Regions from separate parts of the Mus musculus genome. Here region 2 is linked to region 1. The links are chromatin contacts, called in public HiChIP or PLAC-seq maps. All regions are on one chromosome and are shown on one strand. The core of a region is the stretch at or near the end of the contact, and the rest is flanking DNA. Distances in the headings are between cores, read along the strand shown.

Region 1 (6,143 bases), core at 3,204-5,703:
GTATGCTAAAGATAGTACACAAGTTTCATAACAGTTTATTTCTGTGTAAATTCTTTTCCTCCCCTCCCCTGCCTCCTTTTTTTAAGAGACAAGGCCCTGGCTCTCACAGAAAATCCACCTGCCCCTGCCTGGGTGCTAGGTTTAAAGGCGACCAATACCATGCATGCCTTTAAGGAATATAAATTACTCATACTGGGTATTTTAGTGAATTCCTGTAACCCCAGAACTCAGGTGGAAGAGGCAAATGGATGGATCTCAGTGAGTTTAAAGATAGCCTGATCTACATAGTAAGTAATCAGTCAGCCACAGCTACATAATGAAACTCTGTCTCAAAAACAAAACAAATTCGACCCTAGGACCCATATGGTGAAAGGAGAACACAGACTGGTGCAAAGCTGCCTTAACTCCACAGGTGTACCCTGGCACATGTGTGTGTCTCTTTCTCTCTCTCACAAACACATGCACACAGAAAATGTAATTTTAAGAATTTTCAGGAAGATACTTGTAGCTAAGATGGCTCAGTAGATAAAGTGCTTGTGCAAGTGTGAGGACCTGAGTCAGACGCCAAGACAGTTGTAGGCAGACAACAAAGGGACTGAAGTCCCAGAAACTGGCCGGCCAGGTAGCCTGGAGTAAAAAATAAGAGAGTTGGAGAGATGTCTGAGGAGTTAATAGCATGTCTGCTCTTCCACAGGATCTGGGTTCAAATTCCAGCACCCACATGGCAGCTCACACTGTATCCATTCCTCTGTTGAGGGACATCTGGGTTGTTTCCAGCTTCTGGGTATTATAAATATGGCTGCTATGAACATAGTGGAGCATGTGTCCTTATTACATGTTGGAGCATCTTCTGGATATATCCCAGGAGTGGTATACCTGGGTCCTCAGGTAGTACTTTGCCCAATTTTCTGAGGAGTCACCAGACTGATTTCCAGAGGGCTTGTACCAGCTTGCAATCCCACCAGCATGCAGGAGTGTTCCTCCTTCTCCACATCCTCGCCAGCATCTGCTGTCACCTGAGTTTTTGATCTTAGCCATTCTGACTGCTGTGAGATGGAATCTCAGGGTTGCTTTTGATTTGCATTTCCCTGATGACTAAGGATGTTGAACATTTCTTTAGGTGCTTCTCAGACATTCGAGATTAGTCAGTTGAGAATTCTGTTTAGCTCTGTTCCCCATTTTTAAATAGGGTTAAGTGGTTCTCTGGAGTCTAACTTCTTGAGTTCTTTGTATATACTGGATATTAGCCCTCTGTCAAATGTGAGATTGGTAAAGATCTTTTCCCAATTTGTTGGTTGCCATTTTGTCCTACTGACAGTGTCCTTTGCCTTATAGAAGCTTTGCAGTTTTATGAGGTTGCATTTGTTGATTCTTGATTTTAGCGCATAAGCCATTGGTGTTCTGTTCAGGAACTTTTCCCTGTGCCCATGTGTTTGAGCATTTTCCCCCACTTTCTCTTCTGTAAGATTCAGTGTATCTGGTTTTGTGTGGAGGTCCTTGATCCACTTGGACTTGAGCTTTGTACAGGGAGATAAGAAATGGATCAATTTGCATTCTTCTACATGTTGACTGCCAGTTGAACCAGCACCATTTGTTGAAAATGTTGTCTTTTTTCCACTGGATGGTTTTAGCTCCTTTGTCAAAGATCAAGTGACCATAGGTGTGTGGGTTCATTTCTGGGTCTTCAATTCTATTCCACTGATCTACTGCCTGTCACTGTATCAATACGATGCAGTTTTTAATCACTATTGCTCTGTAGTACAGCTCCTTCAAGACTTTCAATTATTAAACCATTCATTCATGATAGTGAAAAACCCAAGTTTAGCTACCTAAGCTGGAACCTATCTGCCATTTATGTAAACCCATTTTAAATAGGTTTCTTTTTTTTTAAAAAAGACGTTTTTTTTTTTGTATATGAGTACACTGTAGCTGTCTTCAGACATACCAGAAGAGGATATCAGACTCTATTACAGACAGTTGTGAATCACCATGTGGATGCTGGGAATTGAACTCAAGATGTCTAGAAGAGCAGTACGTGTTAACTGCTGAGCCATCTCTCTAATCCCCCATTTTGAATAGTTTTAAAAGAACTGAACTTTTAAAGAATACAATTATTTTACAAATTGAGAGATTTCACTGTTGTTCTTTATTCAGCCTGAAACCTTCATTCCTCAGTTTTCTAGGTGATGGGATTACATATGGCTACCAGGCCTGACTCACATTCCTTGATAGAGCCTGAAAGTTGAGGAAGAAATGCTTGATTGCTTTAATATTCTGATGAAACAGAAAAGGAAGTACAACAACAACAGCTCTATCTCCTGGCCAATTGAAGAGTTATTAATGGATGAAAAGAAACCATTTCCTCTGGTAAAAGGAATTAACACTGTATATATAGTCACTGTATATATAGACTATAGATGTTTTTATGACTGACTTAAGGTCCAGGTTTATGAATTGGTAAGATGATGCTAGCAACCACTGAAATCAATTGAAAAATTAAGGAAGTCGGACTATTTAAAACTAGGTGTGTGTGGGGGGGGGGGGGGATCAAGGATTTAGCAGCACACCTCTTTACCTGTACAGTCTTTGCAAGTCGGATGCTAAGATTCCAGTGTCCACATATTTGCCACATCTGTTACTACTGAGGTACTGAAAGAGAAAATATGACAATTAACTTAGACATTTTAACTAATAAATAAGAGGTTGAGTTATTCCAACACATAATTCAATATAAATTCTTAAGCAATAAAGTGTACCACAAAATAAAAAAGCATATCATGAACATAATTTTTTTTTAAGTACCACATCAGCCAGGCTTGGGTAGCGCACCCCTTACATCCAAGCACTCAGGAGGCAGAGGCAGTCGGATCTCTCTGAGTTTGAGGCAAGTTTGGTCTACAAAGAGTTTCAGGGCTGTCAGAGCCACGCAGGCTATACCTTCAATAAACCATCTCTGTCTGAGATCGGTGTTTGTATAGTTTGTAGGGTGACTCCTGGACCCCAACACAATCGAGCGTTTACGCTTTAACAACTGGATGAAAGGTGGTGTCAATTCCAGCGCCCACATGGCAGCTCACAACTGTCCATAACTCCAGTTCCAGGGGATCTACACCCTCACACAGACGTATGTGCAGACACAACATCAAAGCATATAAAATAAAATGCTAGTAAAATAAAAATACTCTATTTTTCTTTTAAAGGCAAAACCTGGGGCACTGAGCAGAGGTAGCTAGGAAACTGGCTATAGAAAAATTCAAGAGACTCTGTCTCAAAACAGTAACAAAAAGTAGGTGAGTACATTTTTTAGGTAAAGAATAACTTAACTCTAAGGCCTGTTGACTTTAAGGTGGCCCACACCTTTAATCCCAGAACTAGGAAGGCAGAGAGGAAGGAAGAGGCCAGCCTGGTCTACAGAAGGAGTCCCAGAACAGCCTGGGCTACACAGAGAAACCCTGACTCGGAAAAGAAAAACAAAATGAAACCAACAGTAAAACATACAAATTTGGGTCACAGGGTAGCTCATACTTAAAGGTGTTAGGCTGAATGAGATCTAGTAAAAAGTATGGAGGTGAGAAAGGAGTAAGAAGGAGCTGGAGAGATAGATGGCTTAGCCGTTAAGAGCAGTGACTGCTCTTTCAAGGTCCTGAGTTCAAATCCCAGCAACCACATGGTGGCTCACAACCGAAGACAGCTACAGTGTACTTACATCTAATAAATAAATAAATCTTTTGAAAGAAAGGAGTATGAAGAAAGAAGGGATACAAGAAGCCCAGAGAATTGAAAACTTAAGAGAACTTTCGAACCCCAAAATAAGCAAGGACGGCAGATCAAGGAAAAACAATCTAAGTTCTTGAAACTCCAATTTTTAAAAACCCCGAAATTCCACCAGTGAAAAATGGGAAACAAATACAAAAATGCCTTGCGGGGCGTGGTTGGTGCAGCCTTTAACCCAGCCTTGGAGCAGAGGAAGATGGGGCTCTAGTTCAAAGCTAGCCTGGTCCACAAACGAGGTCTAGGGTAGGCAGGGCTACACAGTACGACCGCCAAACAAAATCCAAACCTCTCCCTCCCTTTAATTCGTATCTCTGACTACGCCACTGAAGGCGTCCACCACACAGTGCTTCCAAGATACGAAAATAAGAAAAATAATGTCAAAGCCTCCAGGCTCCCAGGCCTGTTTCTCTACGGCAGCCGCAAGGGAACATCCAGACCATGCTGGAACCCGGCGGCGGCGGCCAGAGGCGCCAAGCCAGGCAGCCGCGCGCAAATGGAGATGCAGTGTCCGCAGACACACACGCACCTGAATGACCCGCTGCTTCAGTTTCCTGTCTACGAAAACCCCGGGTCTAGGCTTCATGATGCTGCTGCCCCGCACGGGCGCCTCTTGTTACCGGGAAAGACTGCCACAGCCGCGCTCGCCGCCGTACCGGAAACCCCGCCCACGCGTGGTCCCTAGCACCGGAAGTCCCCCCCGCAACTTTTCCTCAGCACGAAAGCTCCGCCTGTAGGGAGGACTACGCTGCTCACGGAGGTCGGGAGGACCTGGAAGCGCGCGAGTTTCCAGTCTGGTTCCTTGTCAAGATTACCCAGCCCTGCCTAAGAGGCTAGGCCCCCTTTGAAGGCGTTCAACTTTATTGGTTCCCAACTGAGCAAACAGACACGGACTCCATTCTTCGCGGCTGCGCAGACTCTCACAAGCAAGTAGTAAACTTGATGCCAAGCCTGGCATAGCAGGGGAAAAAAACCTTAAAAATATTCGAGAAGCGAAGGCAAGGAAGATTGCTGAAGAGTTCAAAGGCAGCACAGCCAAGTAGTAAGATGCTGTCTCAAAACAAAAAAAGTTTGGGTTTGTCACGTTCCAGTCTGGGAACCAGGACCGCAGCGTGTTCGCGGTTTCTGTTTGTTCTGTGTCGCACGCTGTACCCAAGGATAGTGTGGAACTCAGTCTGCAGCCTAAGACGTTTTCCCCTTAAAAACGTCTTTTCAGGAAAAAGCAAGATTCATGGTTTTGTAGAAAACAACTTCATGACAAACCAATATGAAGCAGAATTGGGATTTATTAAAAGATAATTTTAGCACTCTTGAGCACAGTGGCTAATAGGTGCTCAGGGGGAAAAAACAAAACAAAACAAAACAAGATAAAGCCCAAGGGTGAGTATGGGTTTCTTGGCCTTTTCAAGGGAGAATTTTGCATAGGAGTATTTTGCAACTGTTATGTGTAGGCGCCTCTCCGTTGTTATTGGTGTTTGTTTTTAAGGAAAATTATTCAGAGTAATTTACAAGGTTTAAGTGGTTGTTCAGGAAGTTTGATTTGTGGGGGTGCAGTAGCGCACACCTTAAGTCCCAGCGCACAGAAGGCAGAGGCAGATGGATCTCTGAGTTCAAGGCCAGCATATCGTCTACAGAGTTCTAGGAGATTTATTTGGGAGAAGTGCTGAGGATACAGAAAGGGCTGTCAGTTACTATTCGGTGATAAAACACATGGCCAAGGCAACTATAAAAGATTATTTGGCGCTCACGGTTCCAGAGGGATAGCCATCGTTATGGCGGTTCGGAGGTAGCGAGCAGCTAGGGCAGCAGCTGGGAGCATATTTCTCTAAGCACAAACAGAAAGTCTTGAGCTAACTTAAGCTGATAGGAGTCTTTTGAAACCTCAAAGCCTGTCCTCAGTGACATAATTTCTCCAGCAAGGCCACACTTGCTCCTCCGCAAATAGCCATCAACTGGAAACAAGTGTTCAAGTGCCCAGGACTGTGAGGGGCATCTAGTCAAACAACCACAGTAACCATTCCTGGCAGTTCTTAGTTTTCAGTTCTGGATATCAAACCCAAAAACCTCATATATGATAGGCAATCACTCCAACTGGGCTATATCTAGTGAGCTATATTCCTAGCTTTGACTTTGATTCTAATATTCCATTGTATGTGTATATATTTTAAACAATTCATATCTTGGTGGGTGTCTGGTTTGGTTCTGTAACTTGTCCGTTGTGGGAGTAGTGTTGTGATAAAATATGCATATTGTAGGTATCTCTTGTGTACTGACAATCATTCATTTGTATATATGTGTGTGTGTGTGTGCATACATATATATATGTATGTATGTATGTCAACTAGATCAGACGGTAGCTCTAGTTTTAGGAA
Region 2 (6,344 bases), core at 3,340-5,839, 160 kb before region 1:
AGACAGCAAGACAAGCTAACAGCAGAGACAACCAGATGGTGAGAAGCAAGGGCAAGAACATAAACAAGAGAAACCAAGTCTACTTGGCATCATCAGAACCCAGTTCTCCCACCACAGCAAGCCCTGGATACCCCAACACACCAGAAAAGCAAGACTCTGATTTAAAAATCATACCTCATGATGATGATAGAGGACTTTAAGAAGGACATAAATAACCCCTTTAAAGAAATACAAGAGAACACAGGTAAACAGGTAGAAAACAAAACAAAACAAAACAAAAAATCCCTTAAAGAATTAGAGGAAAACACAACCAAACAGGTGAAGGAATTGAACAAAACCATCCAGGACCTAAAAATGGAAATAGAAACAATAAAGATAAAAAATTATATTACAGTTTGGTTATCCAGTCCAAACTAAATTATAAAAGAAAGACAGATGTTTTACCTGCTTGAACAGAAAGCAGAGAATCATTTTTAGTTAAATTGTGCACATTGCACATTCCATACATTGGCTAAATGTATATTTCCAGTGAAAGTTTATATGTTTACAGATGCCAATGATGGTAAGAGGCCCTGTCAAGATTTACCCTTTTGGATGCTGAGACATTGAGACGTATTTATTCTAGCATCCTGCTTTATCCAACCTCAGACTGCCTCATTAACTGTTTCATCACAGCTTGCTTGTAGGACAGCTTCAAAGCTGCTGACCCCAGTTGGTCCAGCCTCTCAGACTGTTCCAATCAGGACTTCATTCAAGCCCTGAACTTTTATAGCACACAGAGACTGGGCAACAAAGATTACAGCTAACTTTCTTGAGATTGGCCAATATCCCAATTTTCTTTGGGCTTCCAAAAGGAAACGACACTCACAGACAGTGGGAAGTAGGTTTAAGAGAATGGTAACCCATTCCCATAAAGTAGAGTGGGTAGGTTTTGGTCGTTCAGTGAGTGAAGTGTGTTTGTTGTTGTTTTAGGGGAGTTGGTTACAAGTTGCTAATGGTCTTGGTCAGGGAGGAAACAAAGCAAGAGTGGTTATATTCTGGGATTTTTTCCCCTCTCTTTTACTTTTCTCTTTCCTTTCTCTCTTATCTAATGTTAAGGGAAAAGTGAGGGAAAGGGGTGAAAGGAAAAGGGGGGGGGTACAGGAATGAGAAATAAAAGGGTAGAGTATCAAATCTACTTTTAGACCAAAGAACATCAACAAGCCCAATATTTTACATTTGGCATGGACTTTGTATATTGATACAGATTTAAGTTTATATTATGTTACAACATAATATAAGGTATTTAAAGTATTGAACCTGTTTGTAACTCATTTAAACAGGCAGTTTAAAATTCTAGTTCTTTTGAAAGCTGCTATTACAAGCTGTTTAGGATAAATAAGAAATGCAAATTAGTAGTCAATCAAACAAACACATTGCTCATGTTAGATACTATTTTAGTTAATTACAAAAATAAGCTCCATTTAGCCCCTTTCATAGATGTTTTTAAAAGTTAAGCAAACAGTAGATAGCTAGAAGCAAGCGCAGATATACTATAGATAGGTACATATTCCTCAAAAACCTCAGAGCTCTCTAGAATATGGCATTTAGAGATATTTTGTTAATAAAAGGTGTTTTGTGACAGTGACATGTCTGTTCCTGGCAACGCCTCCATTTTACTTCAAAGTGGATGATGAACATCAAAGTGTCTCCATATGGAGTTTGCTTCAAATGTGTGACGCTGGCCACCAAGCAAAAACCTGCCCTTTACTGTAGACAGGATGCTGTCCACTCTGGACAAACGGGAAGCGGGGAAGCTGACTGCCGAGCTTTGTCAAGACAAGGTAGGCAGTCCTTCATAACTCCTGCTTCACAAAAAAGTCTGCCAGAGATTCTGGGCCAGAAGGTTAAAGATGGATGCTCTATCAATGCAGTGAAATTTCGGGTGACTTTCTAAGCAACCTGCACACCTGTTATTTCTATAGTTGTGGAAGTTGCTTGCTCTGAACTCCCTGCATATTCAGGTTTATCCTTTTCAAATCTGTGATGGGGTTGAGGACTAGGTTGTCATACTCTCACATTTAAGGTTTAATTGTTGGGGATCTGAGAAAAAGTTTTAAGGTCTAAGAAGATATTCTTAGGTTTACATATATGCAAGTTTTGATAGAAAATGATTTATGCACGAACTAACTCCCCAAGATAAGATAGATAGTGGAGCACTTTTCACAAGGCTGCCAAATACAAACAGACTGAACATTGTGAATGTAATTTTTACTTGATAAGTTTCATAATTGTATACACACACACACACATATCTTACTAATATAGGAGAAAGAAACTTTTATTGGATTAAAAGGGAAAATGTTGGGGGATGGTTTTGTGCAATTGTATTCATATGCTGATCTCTGTGCCCAGACATCTGGTTGTGGTCCAGAGGATGGCACGGTCAAGCATTTCTGGTCACTACACTATGTAAAAATCGTTTTCTATCACCTCTGATGAACTAAATTGATAACTAAATGAGCTGATCAGCCAGTTGGCAGAACAGAAGAGAATAGAGTGGGACTTCTGATTCCAGTCAGGGAGGTCCCAAAGAGATGTGTGTGTGTGTGTGTGTGTGTGTGTGTGTTTGAGAGAGAGAGAGAGAGAGAGAGAGAGAGAGAGAGAGAGAGAGAGAGAGAGAAGAGCAGAGAAGGACCATGAGGAGATGTGGAGAAACCATGTGTAGAGAACAGGAAGATTCACATGAGATTGCCATGAAAGAGCAGCCATGAGGACACACATGGACAGAGAGAGCCAGGACAAGACCAGATGGCAAGTAACAGGACCTTTTTATGTCCTGTTGGGTTAGAATAGCTCAGAACCTGTCCAGCTTGGGCTTTCAGCTTGTTAATAAAAATACCAAGTCTCTGTGTCCTTATTTGAGATCTAGAATGGGCTAGAACAGGTGTAGTAATGTCCTGCAGTTATTTGAGAGCGTGTGTGTGTGTGTGTGTGTGTGTGTGTGTATGTGTGTATGCGCGCGTGAGTGCGTGCGAAGAAAATCCCCCAAGAATTACATCTATATACATGTATTCCTATTTTGTTTTAAAATTAACTTTAGATGTTTATTCTGATATGTATATGGGTGTTTTGCCTGCTTGTATGTTTGTGCACCACATGCACACAGAGGCCAGACAAGCCATTGGATCTCTTGGTGCTGGAGTCACAGATAGCTGAGTCACCATATGGATGTTGGGAATTTGACCCTATAGAAGAGCAGGCAGTCTTCTTAACTGCGGAACCATCCCTCTAACCCTGGCATTTTACTTTTTAAAAGCTATTGTGCATGGAGAACGAGTTCTTTCTCAAGTTTGTTATTGGTGCACAGGAAAGCGACAGGGCTTTATCTGTCGCCTTTGTATCCCGGGCTTCGCTCTTTACCAAGTTAAGAGTGTTTTACTTCATTTTTCTTATTGTATAAAAGTTTTGCCCGCATGTATGTTTGTGTACCATATGTGTGCTGGTTACCCTCAAAGGCCAGAAGAGGGCGGCAGATTCCCCAGGGACCAGAGTCACAGATGGTTGTGATCTGTTTCACAGGTGCTGAGGAAGTCAGGCTTTCCTGGAAGAACAGCCAGTGCTCTTGACTGCGGAGCCATCCCTCCAGCTCCCTTTAGAATCTTTTAAGGATAGGATCATGTATTCTAGAAATAGGGTTAGTTTGGGTTTCTTTCAAATTTGTATCTCCTTTTAGAAATAAACTCGTGAGTGCACTCACACATCAGCCAGCACAGATAGTTTTGTGTCCCTCACACCCTGCATGAAGCCTGTCCCCATGCATTCACACCAGGTTACCTTCCTGCCCCTTCCTCTCCAGTTTCAGGACTGTCAACTGGACCAGTGGCCAGTGCTTGGGGCGAGGGGCCATTATTCCACTTACTGATGCCTCCACTGGGACATCATGTGGCATTCAGACTGACAAGACAGGACTTCAGATAGATTCCTTTATGCAAAAAGTGAGTGTTTTTAACATATGAGGAAAAAGGTATAGATGCTGAGTGAGACCCTTGAAGAATCTTTGATCCACAGAATTATGAAGAAGAAAAAGAAGTCCCTGCCTTTTTTTTTTTTTAAAGCCGGGCATGGTGATGCACGCCTTTAATCCCAGCCCTTGGGAGGCAGAGGCAGGCGAATTTCTGAGTTCGAGACCAGCCTGGTCTACAAAGTAAGTTCCAGGACAGCCAGGGCTATACAGAGAAACCCTGTCTCGATAGCGGCACTAGGGCTATACAGAGAAACCCGGTCTCGATAGCGGCACTACACACTGTGCCAGACCCAGTTACTGTGTGCAGGAAGTGGTGGGTAAGGCTTCAGCAGTTTCATGTATCTAGCTGTTTGGATTGTTCAGAATATTGAAAGACCTCCTGTGTAGGTAAAGGGGCAGCTTTGTAGGATGGATGCCCATGCCCTGGGCTGTTGTGCCCTCCTCACTGGTCATCTCTAGGACCCACTGCCTGGAGAACTGGACCTTCAGTACAGCCACAACAGAAGGTTCTGTGGGTGCCTGAAGTTTTGTCACTGGCCTTTCATGTGCCCGTGTGAGGTCCTCGGACAGCCACAAGGGGGCGGCAAACACACGCCCTTCTGAATTCAGCAATCTTATCGGGCATTTGCTAGAGGGAAGTGCCAGAGAGATGCCAGGAGACACCAGGACCCCGTTCCTTCCCGAGTCTCCCTGTTTTTAGCCTTCAGATGTTGCTATCGGGAGAGACTGAGTCTCTGAGAGCCCCGGGACCTCAGGGCAGGGCAGGGCAGGGAAGTAGCCTTGGCCTTGCCAGCTGATGTTTCCCTGAGGTCAGAGACTCTTCTTAGAATTGTCTGTCCTTGGACAAGTCCCCGATGAGAAGGTCTCCAGATACTATCATTACTGAAGGACATCTGAGGCCCTGCCAACACTAAGAGAGTCCTGATGAGAAGGTCCACAGAGACCATCATTACCCAGGGACACCTGAGGGCCTTCAACGGCAAGAGAGTAGATCAGAGGGGTGGGGGAGAGGCGTCATTCTCAGCCTGTGCCAGGCAGGAGTATAACGGACAAATCTCCACAGCCAGCTTGGTTTCCCATATAAAGTGAGGCTCTCCCAGAACGCAGCACCAGGAAGGTGTGTTTCCACTGAGAGGCGAGGGAAACATCTCTGTTGCTATCTTGCAGTAGTCAGCTCTGAGATGGAGTCCAGCTGGGTTCCAGAACCTCTGTGCAGCCCCACTTAGGGACGCCCCGCAGGGAGGTGTAGGGACCAGGTACCTACCATTGCCAATTGTAGCATGTTCCTAGCAGCTGCACACATATCTCCACATATGTTGTTCTGTGTTTTTGTATCATGTTACCTGGAACTCTGGCTGGATCAGAGTGGAGGTTTGAGGTCACCAGAGTAAAGAGAGATAAAGAACACAATAAATAAAGCACCCACTGGGCCCAGCTGGTAAGACCCCATCTCTCTGCCCTCCTAGGGATTCTAGCAGGCTCCTCAAGTGTCTGTTCTTTCTAAGGTGGAAGGCTCAGTGCCATGAGAGTTCTAGAGGGATGTGAAGACAGAGTGGAAGTGGGGGCAGGCAGGTTGGGGGTTGGAGGGTTCTTAGTCCTGAAGCCACCAACTGCAAAAAGTCAGGGACCACTTAGTGTTTTCCCAGTGTGATACTGGAGATAGGCAGTCACATTTGGCTAAGAGCATCCTCCAAGCTGCCCCTGGGAATGCCTGAGACATAGGATCACGACAGGGAGAGGCCCTGCTCTAGTGGAACAGAGCCAAACACGGAGGAATCCTTCCTTCTACCTCAGCCGAGCACCATGGGACCAAACAACTTTACAGACCACTCTGGGCTCATTTGGAGACATTACTGGGCCCGGGATACTTAGGCCTTCTCAATGACAACTGCCAGCTATATATTCTCTGTTCCCAGAGCCCTGTGTACTGTGAGTGGCTCAAGAGCTGCCAGGGGTCTCCTGAGGCGGCCTAGGCAGCATGGCCTTGACTGCTGGTGGCACCTAGGTGTCCCTCTGTCCTAGTCAGCAGGGCCAAGGTCAGAGGGCCCAGCAGGACTCTCCAAGACAGGGGATGGAGAGGACACAGCAACTCTCTTGGAATGGGAGATCCACGTGGGTATCTAAGAAACACAAGGTATCTGGCCCACACACTCTTAGAAATAAACCCATTTATCATTAAAGCCATGTAGCTTAACACAGCTATGCAGTGGGGCGAAGCATATGGGGGTGGTAAGAGAGGACTCTGTGGGGTTGAAGTCTGGGTCCCCCAGTGTGGTCAGGGAACAAACTTATTCCTCTGGAAGGGCACATCTTCCATAAGTATGACTGGGAAGGAACC

What was found. HiChIP or PLAC-seq counts read pairs in DNA pulled down with a chosen protein or histone mark.
Region 2: a contact with region 1 is called in an H3K4me3 HiChIP or PLAC-seq map of the SCID.adh cell line, with 16 read pairs. The contact joins the enhancer-like site here to the promoter of Nvl in region 1. A contact is called at or near these places in 28 of 39 promoter capture datasets (the 3T3-L1 cell line, 3T3-L1-derived adipocytes, the C10 cell line and 19 more), 2 of 15 datasets of contacts at CTCF or cohesin (large pre-B cells and pro-B cells), 22 of 484 Hi-C or Micro-C datasets (the AtT-20 cell line, B cells, the Ba/F3 cell line and 15 more), 15 of 115 datasets of contacts at active chromatin or transcription factors (the 230-238 cell line, the HPC-7 cell line, the SCID.adh cell line and 7 more) and 4 of 9 other capture datasets (adipose tissue, liver, macrophages and 1 more).

The regions. Positions count from the first base shown.
Region 1 is chr1:181,139,751-181,145,893 of GRCm38.p6, forward strand. Nvl (nuclear VCP-like) reads right to left here and starts at 4,454. Exons shown (of 23, transcript NM_026171.2): 1 at 4,301-4,454; 2 at 2,576-2,649. The coding sequence starts at 4,357.
Region 2 is chr1:180,983,397-180,989,740 of GRCm38.p6, forward strand. Ephx1 (epoxide hydrolase 1, microsomal) reads right to left here. Exons shown (of 9, transcript NM_010145.3): 9 at 6,160-6,344. Among named protein-coding and RNA genes, the nearest start is that of Ephx1, 31 kb to the right of the region's middle. Within about 2 kb of position 4,590, at least 28 of the 459 cell types and tissues checked have an H3K27ac peak or open chromatin away from gene starts, as enhancers often do. A contact at or near this core is called in the 230-238 cell line, B cells, CD8 T cells and 2 more, where this site is marked.